Regions from separate parts of the Mus musculus genome. Here region 2 is linked to region 1. A link is a contact called in public HiChIP or PLAC-seq data. All regions are on one chromosome and are shown on one strand. The core of a region is the stretch at or near the end of the contact, and the rest is flanking DNA. Distances in the headings are between cores, read along the strand shown. Region 1 overlaps Zfp410 (zinc finger protein 410). Region 2 holds the start of Entpd5 (ectonucleoside triphosphate diphosphohydrolase 5).

Evidence for each region. HiChIP or PLAC-seq counts read pairs in DNA pulled down with a chosen protein or histone mark.
Region 2: a contact with region 1 is called in an H3K4me3 HiChIP or PLAC-seq map of bone marrow-derived macrophages, with 2.1 times the contacts expected there. The contact joins the promoter of Entpd5 here to the enhancer-like site in region 1. A contact is called at or near these places in 7 of 39 promoter capture datasets (3T3-L1-derived adipocytes, the HPC-7 cell line, HPC-7-derived erythroid cells and 4 more), 3 of 15 datasets of contacts at CTCF or cohesin (the NIH/3T3 cell line, large pre-B cells and pro-B cells), 8 of 484 Hi-C or Micro-C datasets (CD8 T cells, the HL-1 cell line, embryonic stem cells and 4 more), 6 of 115 datasets of contacts at active chromatin or transcription factors (the SCID.adh cell line, bone marrow-derived macrophages, embryonic stem cells and 1 more) and 4 of 9 other capture datasets (adipose tissue, embryonic stem cells, liver and 1 more).

Annotation. Positions count from the first base shown.
Region 1 is chr12:84,334,642-84,340,181 of GRCm38.p6, reverse strand. Zfp410 (zinc finger protein 410) reads right to left here. Exons shown (of 12, transcript NM_144833.4): 9 at 2,441-2,566; 10 at 1,400-1,540; 11 at 1-80. Among named protein-coding and RNA genes, the nearest start is that of Zfp410, 21 kb to the right of the region's middle. Within about 2 kb of position 3,006, at least 39 of the 459 cell types and tissues checked have an H3K27ac peak or open chromatin away from gene starts, as enhancers often do. A contact at or near this core is called in the HPC-7 cell line, bone marrow-derived macrophages and pre-B cells, where this site is marked.
Region 2 is chr12:84,405,833-84,411,372 of GRCm38.p6, reverse strand. Entpd5 (ectonucleoside triphosphate diphosphohydrolase 5) reads left to right here and starts at 2,344. Exons shown (of 16, transcript NM_001026214.2): 1 at 2,344-2,403. Bbof1 (basal body orientation factor 1) reads right to left here and starts at 2,305. Exons shown (of 12, transcript NM_028377.3): 1 at 2,118-2,305; 2 at 108-336. The coding sequence starts at 2,191.

The DNA of each region.
Region 1 (5,540 bases), core at 1,757-4,256:
CCCTGACTGCATGGTCACCAAGTGATGTGTCACATCAGGCACAGAAGACAGGGGCCGTGAGGCTCTTTCAGTAAGCACCTCTGTGAAACAACAGGAAAATGACCTTCAGTGAATGGTGAATCCACATGCATACCCACTGCTGCAGCAAGCCAACCTTAAAATGCTAAAACCTGTTCCCTGAAAAACTCAACCCCACGTTCTCGCATGGTTTCCACTGTTAGTGGATCTAGAAAATATTACAAAAGGAGGTTGGGAAGTAAAAGCTTTGATATAAAAATGACCAATTCCAATGTAACAATTTAAAATAATAGTTTTCAGACTGTTACCTGGATTACAACAGTGTATGAACTACAGCACACACTGCACAGGCAGGCAGACCAGAGACCGAGAGCCAGCCCCTGAGGTCGACAATACTGCTATTCTCAGTACTATGCGTCAAGAACCTGAGCTAATTAATCCTGGCTTCAAAATTCATACTCAATGTCCCTTCCTCCCTGGAATTTGCTTCTTCAAGGCCAGCAAAGTTCTCAGCAATTTATTTTGTCATCAGGCTTGCACTAGTACTGCTCAGCAAACAGGCAGACCTGGGTAGCACATTTTAGGCCTTGTAAGCTCCACACAGAAGTTACAAAAACATGGTCACTTTTACCTCATATTGTGAAGGACAGGAATGACTAAAACATGATCTTACACCTAGTAGACATTCCCCAGTGGGGTCCTGGAAGGTCTGTAGCTCGGTCTGCTCTCCTCGACTGCACTGAGCAATGGATGTTTGCTACTGTAAACTCTCTGTTTACTAAATGGTGTCTCACACACTTTACCAAGTTCTCACTTCTCAACTAGAGCTGATGGTCCCTGCCTTCTACTTTTGTCTTTCCCATGGTGCCAGGCACACAGTAGGCACTGAATAAATGCATGCTGACCTCACCTGGTAAGATTTTCAGAGAAGAGGGCCTGGCCTGTGTAAGCTGGGTGAAATTTCTATACCAGAGGAGCAACTGTTTCCTAGAGAGCCCTTTCTGTTCTCCAGAAGACATGGCTTTTGAAGGTATGGAGAAATTGCTTTGTATCTCCTCTGTAAAACCTGGTTATGCTCTGTTTAAATGTTTTAAAAGTTAAGCTCTTCCATAACTGCAACAGGAAAGACAGACACAGTTGGGCTAGGATGCTAAGGATTACAGATAATTTTATCTTTTAATTTTTATTTCTGTGTTAATATCATATTAAATCATTAAAAATGAAAAGGATTCATTTATCCACCCCAGAGAGTAAGTATAAATACTATTCAATCAGCATCGTACAAGAGATAATACTAAAACCTCCATTTTGGAGACACTCTATCCCTTAGTGTCTAGTTACAATTCGTTTCCCCCAAATAAAGGAGAATTAAATGTCTTACCATCATCAACTCCAAGGATAGAATTGGTATTTGATAGATTCAAGGACTCTCCACCAAGGCTGGACTGGGAATTCATAGACACCAGGTTTTTATTGGGAACTGAAGCGTCTTCAAGCAAACTACTGCCCATTAGTGGCTCGGCTGCACAGAGAACAGGACGTGAGAGACATACAGCAGTCACTGGGCCTGGTCCTCACCTCCCTTCACCAGGAAGCTGGCCCCCTCTTTCAGAACTGTAAGTGTTTTGTCTCAGATGCTACCTCCTATTTTACTCACTTTCAGATAAGAATAAACCTAGAGGAAAGAGCTGGTTCTTAGGGACGGCTATCTGTGCATGCGACCATCATCTGAAGATTAGCTTAGAATAAAGATGAAATGATATTTAAGACATGGGAAAGGAAAAGGAGTTTCATCAATTTTAAAGTAGGAAAAGGGCTGTCAAAACTCTTAAATAAAAGATTTTAAATCTTTTAAGTCCATATTCCTTAAAAACTGAATTGTGGGCCAGCACTAGTTGACCTCAAACTCATTAGGGGAATGTTCACTCACTTACTAGTTTTGTTTTCTGAGACAGGGTCCCATGTACTTTTACTGTAGCTGAGGCTGGCCTTGACCCCTGGTCTCCAACTTCTACTTCTCATGTGCTGGGATTTAAGGCATGTGCCAATACACCTGGCTTCTGTTTCCTAAGATGAGGGTCTTACTACGTTGCTCACTTCAGCCTTCCAAGTAGATTTACAGGCATACATCATCAGAGAAACTGTTTAAAGCCCTTAGTTGAATTTTTAATACTAAGTGTTCTGGGATTTACAACTCAGCTCATTTATCAAGTTCCTTTGTTTTAAGGGGAGGAACATGAGCAATGAGAAGATATGTTTTAAAAGTTTGCAGATGTTTGTGCTGTGCAGCTGTTACAAACTATAAAGCCATCAAATGAAACCAAGTTTCTCCACCCAAAGCCTAACCAGATTTCCAAAAAGCCAAGGCCAGCCGATGACTTGGCTGTTGAACACAGATGTCCACTCTGACCACCGTCCTCACCGGTTTGATCCTGTTCTTGACTCCCAGTTGTCCCCAGCTGCAAGTGATGCTTTCTCATATGCACATTCCTACTCCCACTCTGAGAGAAGGTCTTCCCACAGACCTGGCACTGATGAGGCTTCTCACCTGCAAAGGGAACCACGTTAAGACTGGGCAGCCCAAAAGGCGGCAGGCAGTTCTGACAGCAAGAAGGTTGCTCTTTGGACAGAGCTTTCCGTACGGGAAAGGCAAGAAAGGTACCCCGGGAGAGCTTCGCACACGCACTCTCTCCTGGCACTTCCTCTTTCTACACCACAGTCCTTCCAAAATAGCCTCTTTAATGTAGTATCATGGCATTACAGAACATATTTACTTCCTTTTCCAACAGACTTCCTTCAACCAACAGAATTCATATCTACCTCAAGGATTCATTACAAACCTAGGTTTATAATATCCCACATCCTATTTCCTGTAAAGACTCAATGTCTTCAACATTCACAAATGATTCTTTTAACAAATATGGTCTGTCCATAAGTCCTCAACAGTTTCCATTCATCTACCAGACACGCATGCTCAGAACAAAGGTCCAAAACTACTTTTCGCAGGCAAAGGCTCACATCTACAGAGCAGGCAGGCATGAAGGAGCGAAATGGAGCACTTCCCCAGGAGAAGGGCAGCTGTTACTTAGTTCTGGCTATTGTTGCTATGTTTTGATGCAAGCCTTGTTCTGCCAGACCGTCTGTTTGAGACAGGGTTTCTCTGTGTAGGCCCAGCTGTCCTGGAACTTGTTTTGTAGACTAGGCTAGCCTCAAACTCAGAGATCTACCTGCCTCTTCCTCAAGTGCTGAGATTAAAGGCACATGTGCCACCACCACTGCCCAGCTAAGATTTTTTTGTTTTGTTTTGTTTTTCAAGACAGGGTTTCTCCGTGTAGCCCTGGCTGTCCTGAACTCACTGTGTAGACCAGGCTGGCCTCAAACTCAGAAATCTGCCTGCCTCTGCCTCCTGTGCTCACTTCAAGGCATGCGCCACCACTGCCTGACAAGATTTTTTTAACGAAGAGCTAGAACAGGAACTTTAGATAAGATTCTCTAACTTGTAAATACTGAGAACCAATTTACAAGTGGTAAAGGCATTACACAACAATTTTGATTTTCATTACTGAGGAGAATGCAACAAAACAAAACAAAACCGGATCTGTGGTGGGGAATCTAACATTACCTAGAAATACTGATACTTCTGTCCACCTCTCAAGATATGCCCCTCAGTTACAATAGGATATAACCTACATATAGACTATTTACTGTAGGACTAATTAAATGGCCTAATGATTAGAAAAATCCAAAAAAGTGTCACATAGAATGATGGAAGAAAGTTATATTCCTATATTCCTTAGGAGACTAAGGGCAGGAAGGTTAAAAAAATGTAGCCAGCCTGGGCTGCCACAGTGAATTCTAGGCACTGTGAGCTACAGACTGAAACCTCCATTCCTACTCTTGTATTTGCAGACATCTCACTCTTTAGACACAGATGTCCTGGAATTCACTATAGCCCAGGTTGGCTTCAAATTCATGGCAATCCTATATTACCCTCTTGAGTGCTAGGCAATAAACTATCTGGCCTGGCCACAGCCATATTTTTAAAACGTCAAAAATAGCTGGATGTGGAGTGGAGGTACATGCCTTTAATCCCAGAACTTGACAGGTAGGTTTTAGTGAATTCATCTCAAAAGAAAAAAACAAAAACAAGGAAGGAAGGAAGGAAGGAAGGAAGGAAGGAGGGAGGGAGGGAGGGAGGGAGGGAGGGAGGGAGGGAGGGAGGGAGAGAGAGAGAGAGAGAGAGAGAGAGAGAGAGAGAGAAAAAAAACAATTCTTTCGAGTTTCTTTTTCTTTTTCAGATTTACTCATATGGAAACGCGTGTGTTTCTGTGTGGGTTTAGGTGCATCACGTCCATGCAGGTGCCAGCAAGGCCCGAGGGTATGAGGTCTCCTAGAACTGGAGTTACCTGATGTGGGCCTCTGAAAGGACAGTAGTACTCTCTTAACTATGTCTAAGTACTAGCTATAAACAACCCCCAAGTAAGTCAAGCAACCAATTTATCTGCACAGCAAGTCACCAAAGCACCGGTCCCTTATTAGGAAAGCTTACAATGAAGACAGGCCATGACAGTGCATGCCAACAGTCCCAGAACTTAGGAAGCTGAGACAGGAGAATCACTCTAAATTCAAGGCCAGCCTGGTCTATGTAGCTTGTTTCAATCCAGGCCTTCTTGAGAAAACAAACAAAACAAAAACCAATCAACCAAACAAAAACCAACAAGCCCATAATAAAAAGCATTTTATTTAACTTGCGTTTACTTGTGTAAATGATCAACTAGCCCTACTTCATGGAGGAGGGTCCAACATATAGAAGAATTCTAATGTGAAGGAATAGAACTAAGGAAAATGACCAATGAACTATTGGGTTGAAAAACAAGGGTAAAGATTAAGAGAGAACCTAAGGTCACGGTTGACACCACCTGAACTCACTGATCAGGTCTGACAACCAAGCCTTGTGTCTGGAAGCTTTGAGGGCTTGGGTCCATCTCTGGCAATACGGGAACACGAGCTATAACACACAAGCAGGGCTGGGAACAAGTCAGTGGTGGTGGAGCTCTTGCCCTACACACGCGAGGCCCTGGGTTCAATCTCCAGCTCTGGGGAGAAAAGACATAAAAGGAAGCTGACAAAACCAGAGGATGGTACTTCTACAGGACCCTCGGACGGACCTCAATTCTGTAACAAATGGATCAGACGAACAACAGTATAAAAAGACTTACATTCAAAGACAACCTAATACTAGGAGCAAGCACTATTACCCTGTGGGGTCCTCACTTAAAGGAACCAACATGGGTTGAGGCTGTAGCTCTACAGTTAAATGTTTGCCCACTATGCAAGAGGCTTTGGGTTCAATTCCATAAAATACATAAATAAAATTTAAAAATAAATAACTGGGTGTGTCCACAGAGGCCTGGCCTTCAAGGGTTCTGGATCTGGCTGCAAGATGAGCCTGGGGCCATGACAGGTGAAATGGTGATACACAGCTACTTAAGTAGGAGAGGAGATTAGAACTCAGGTTCCCT
Region 2 (5,540 bases), core at 1,095-3,594, 72 kb before region 1:
CTCGAAAAATAAAAAAAAAAAAAAATATATATATATATATATATATATAAAACCATGTCACATAAACACAGAGGGAAGTTGTGATGTTCAGTTTTCTACCTACCTACCATATTATCTTTCTCTTGATCCTGCTTCTTCAAGTAGCTTAATACAGACATAATGTCTTTTTCCATGTTATATTGCTGTTTCTTTAAGTCTTCATTATTTTTTGCCAGTCTTCGGGAAGTATCACGATATTCAATCCTAGAGAGTTCTGTGACTTCCAATCTGGCCTCCCAAAGAGAGGCATTGGCTTTGGCTCTTTCAATTGCAGGTTCATCTGATTTGATTATTTTCCTGCAGAAGAAGATATTGACAACATGTAATTTATTAGTATCATTTCTATTTTGTTTGGCTTGCCTGACACATAAAAGCATATATTGTTGGACTAATGCATTAATACATTAATAATATATATATATATTAGTATTCATATAAGAGACTTAAATTGGTGCTTCTTCCTCAAGAGGAGAACTTTGGAGTATGACTATTAATTATTTTTGAAGTATGACTTAAAGGATGAGAAAAACAAAGAGGAAATAAGAGGCCAAATGTATTTCATAAAGCTCTCTAGCTTCTCATGTACTCCATTCTCCATATTCTTGTTTCCTGCTCTTTGCTGTGCTGAGTATCAGACCCAGGCTCGAGCATGCTAGGCAAGTGCTCTGCAATCCTTTCTCCTCTTTCACTCAGTTGTGAGCCTGGGTCTCATGTTCTACACGAAGACACAATTGTTGTATATCTGTCCTCTCCACAGCCTTTGTTGCTATTGTTTTGTTTTGCTTAGTTCTTAGACAAAGGATCAGGTTACTTGGGGCAGGTATGTTAAGTACTTCATTTGTTGGTAAGTACTTCATGTTAAGTACTTCAATTGTTGGTAACACATTATCCCAGGCTTTAAGGATGCCTGAAAAACACACACCATAGTCATTGATGCAGAGATGGGGGAAAAAAAAAGTAAGACCTTGGGAATGTAGACATGTAGAAGCAGAATGTACAGTAAGCATACATCAGGTAGAAGTAGAATGTATAATAAGCATACATTAGGAAGAAGAAGACTGAATGGTATGCATACATCAGGTAAAGTTAGAGTGCATGGTATGCATGTATCAGGTAGAAGTAGAAGTAGAATGCATGGTAAGTATACATCAAGGCCCTAGGATGGATTCAAAAGGTAAAGTCCTTTGAAATAAAGATTGCACCAGCATTAACAAAACACTGTGGTACAGAGCTGGAGAGATAGCTCAGAGATTAAGAGCACTGACTGTTCTTCCAGAGGTTCTGAGTTCAACTCCCAGCAACCACATGGTGGCTCACAACCATCTGTAATGGGATCTTCTGGAGTGTGCCTAAAGACAGCATACAGTGTATGCATATAAATAAAAATAAACAAATCTTTTTTAAAAAGAAAGTTACTCTCTTAAGTTACTTTGCTGGAGATGGTACCTAGGACCCTGCACAAGAAGCACTCTATCACTGAACTACACTCAGACTTGTTTTTAAAGACGAGGTCTCCATATGTAGCAGTGGCTGTGATCTCCCTGCCTCAGCCTCCAGAGCAATGCGACCAGAGGTGTGTGTTACTTAACTTGTCTCCAGAGAATTCACATTACAGTCACAAGCTTAAGCGATCCCTTTGCATTTCTCATCTACGGCGTTGAACTCCTTGTGTGACTCCAAAGTCCTGAGGAACCATCCTGTAGCCCAGTCATTCTATTGACATTCTAGCAACAATTCCTAGGGACCATCCATGGGGTTAGCGCTATAGCTGTTCACTCTGTGTCTCTGTGTGTGGTGTTTGTGTGTGTACTGATCCGTCCAGTTAAATCATTTCGCGTGCTCCCTTTGATCCCAAGAGGATTCCTGAATGACCCAAGGAACAACTTTAACCACTCAGACAAGAGCTAGAATAGAAAAGAATGTGTTTATATCAGTCTCACAATGGAGAGCTCTCAGATCTTAGGGCCAATCAAGAATGAACAGGAGCTGTCCACAAAAGCCTGACAGAGGCATCCAGTTAGCGCCGCAAAATGACAAGGGTAGGCAGGGGGAACGGGGAGCCTCTGCGCTGCTCTTACTTTGGTTCTTTGCCTTTGTTTTTGCCTTTCCTCTTGTCTTTCCTCTTGTCTTTCCTCTTGTCCTTCGCCGGCATCTTGACTTCTGCGGGAGTCTCACCGTGCTGGTGTCCTGGTGGCCGCCACCTGGGCCGACTCCGTCTCTAAGGAAACCACCACGCCGAAGGGCTAACGTCCTCCGCGCCGTTGAGGGCACGCGGAGGGCGCACGCGCGTGACGTGACCGCGGCGAGGGGCGGGGCGGAGATCGCTCCGAGGCGGCGGGCGTCCGCGCCAGGGCGGCGCGCGCGGTGAGTGTGCACGAGCCTCGGCGGCGCTCCCGGGGTTGGAGCCGGGCGGGAGGCCGGGAGCTCGGCAGGGGCGGGTGTCGGGCGCGGGGCTGCGGCGTCTTAGCCTCCCACGACTTGTCTCGCGCCCCCTGAGGCTCCATGGCCGGCGGCTCTCCGACCGCCCCGCGCGCATCGGAGCGGCGCCAGTGAGGCTTGAAGCGCTTCCAGTCGGGCGGGCGGATCTTCCAAGCCTCTGGCGCGGCCACCGTGGCGGTCCTGCCCGCATCCCTGCTTCTGTCTCGGTGGCGGCGCCCTCGCTGCCCGCCTCATGCTTACCTCCCCTCCATCCTCGCTTCTGTCTCGCGGGCTCCCTGGAGGACAGTGCACCCGGGGACATCCCAGGCCAAACGCTTTCAGGGAGGCAGTTGACTTTTCCGAGGGCGGTGGCTTGAGTGAGGCTGTCAGCCTCCGAGGGTCCGCGGGCTCCGGTGCTCAGACTCTGGCTCCCCTGCCTGGAGCGGTGTGGCGGGGGGGGGGGGGGGGGATCGTTGGTCCCCGGATCTAGGTGGCAGGTGCTTGGCTCCAGCCGACCGCCAGGTTCCTGTTAGTTAACATCGCCCACATCCTCTAGTGCCTGAAGTCCCATTGCTGCAAGTTGCATAAAGTTGCAAGCACTTGCCTCGCACCCGGGTTCCCGAGGAGTAGTACTCCATCCAGTATTCTAGTTGGTTCAGAAGAGGAACCCTGTGATTATGTCTTCATTCACTGAGCGTGAGTGAGTCATTACGGAAGACAGGTATTGTGGCTGCCTTGTCAATAGGCTTGGGAGTGAAGCGCGGTTCTGCTTTATCACTCCGCTTCAAATTTCATTTAACATTTATTTTGAAACATCATTGTTAGAACTCCTCCTCCCCTCTCTCTAGGGAGACCTTAGTTACTAAGCCCCTAACTGTAAGGTGACATCTTTGACCTCTAAATCTCTCTTTTCCCACCTCATCCCCCCCCCAGAGGGCGTGGTTTGTGTGGTTTGTAAATTTTGCGGTTAGAGTAAGCAAGTAGATTTGATGAGAGACCTTGGAAACCGTTTGAACCTTCTGCTAGCACGGCTATGGCCTATTTTGACTATATTTCTGGTGACATGCCATGAACTTATGAGTAGAATCACCTCTACATCATGTACCTTCCCTTAGATAATGTACATTACCTCTGAGAAGCAATCTATAAAGCACCTATTGCTAACTAGCAGAAAGGGAGTAGGGGCATTTTCTGTCATAGGTATGTATATTTAGACTTTTTATTTATTTGTTTGTTTGTTTGTTTTACAAAAATTGGTTGTAAATAAAAGCCAGTCCCACATTTACCATTTGAATATACTTCTACAGATTATCTCAGACATAAAATTTTGACTTAAAATAAAAGTGTCTTTGTTTATTTTTTTCACCGTTATTTTTATTTTATATATATGGACGTTCTGCCTGCAAATCTATGTGCTAGGTGTATGCAGTGCCTCTGGAGGCCAGAAGAGGTCGTTGGAACTTGAATTAGAGATGGTTGTGAGCTGACATGTGGATGCTGAGAATCAAACCTGGGACCTCTGGACTAGCATCCAGTGATCTTAACCCAGAGCCATCTCTCCAGACCATCACCCCCTCTTTTGAGATCCAGCCTCACTATGTGTGTTTTCCTGGACTAGAACTCTCAAAGATCTGCTTTCCTTTGCCTCCGAGTGCTGCAATTAAAGATGTGGAGCCTGGGAACGTTGCTTCTTAACATATGCATAGTGCTTTTCTTATTTTATTTTTCTTTCCCAAAACAGAATTCCTCCATGTAGCCTTGGCTCTCTCTGTAGACCAGGCTGTTCTGGAAATCACAGAGATCAGCCTGCCTCTGCCTCCCAAATGCTGGGATTAAAGGCATGTGCCACCACAGCCAGGTGGCAGGTTTGTTGTTGTTATTGTTGTTTTGAGGCAGTGTCTAGTATACAGCTTCGGCCTTCTAGGAACTCAAGGTGTAGACCAGGCTAGCCTTGAACTCATCTGCCTGCCTCTGCCTCCGGAGTGCTGGGATCAAAGGTGCGCACTGCCACATTAGCTATGCACAGTGCTTTAAAGTACTTATAGTTAATTGTATTTTATCAAACAAATAATGTTTTTGATATTACAATAAAATTATATCGTTTTAACTCTTTTTAGTTGTTGTTGTTTTTGCTTATTTGGGTTTCTTTGAGGCAGTGTTTCTCTATGTATAGCCCTGGCTGCACTGGAATTCTCTGTAGACCAGGCTGACCTTAAGCTCTCTGAGATCCCCTGCCTCTGCCTTCTGAGTGCTGGGATAAAGGTGTGTGCCACCACCACCTGGCCTCATTTTACTCTTTTGTGAATGTTTTATAAATTAATTTTTATATTAAAATTTAGGGTGTAAATATATATCAAATTTCAAGGTCTACCTAAATTTATTGATATTTCACAACCCTACTCAAAAACCATTTTTTAAAAAATTAAAATATAAAACATCCATTCCCCTCCCCCCTTTTTATTCCATTCAGCTGTAACCAACCCCATATCCCCCTAGCACTTACTTATCTTCTCTCTCTGTCTCTGTCTCTCTCTCCCCCCTTCTCTTTCTGGTTCGTGGCTTCTTTTTCTTTAACTGTTGGTGCATATATTTTTAATTATATATATGTGTGTGTGTATGTGTGTGTGTGTGTATCTTATATATGTAACCATATATTATATATATAGCAAATAAAAGCAACATGCTCAGTTCATATTATGTTACTTACTTGTATGTATATGATCAAGATGAGGCCAATAGACTTGCTAACATGGCAGGGAGAAATCTCACAGGGCCCCTACCCAACCCTAGACAAGCACTACAGGCAACTAAGGGATGCTGAGATTGGGAGAAATAGTCTTACCCAGGGAAGAACCTCCCATTGGTTACTCAGTCCCAGATGGTCAGACATGAATATATATTTTAAAACTTGTGAATTTACTCTCTACATGAGTCTGTGTGTGTGTATATATGTGTGTGGGCAGGTGAGTGTGTGTATGAATATGTTGTGTGCATAAAGTCTATTCTCTCCTTTCTGGGTTCTGGGAATTGAACTCAGGTTGTCAGGTTTGCATAGCAAGTACTCTTATTCACAGAGCCATCTT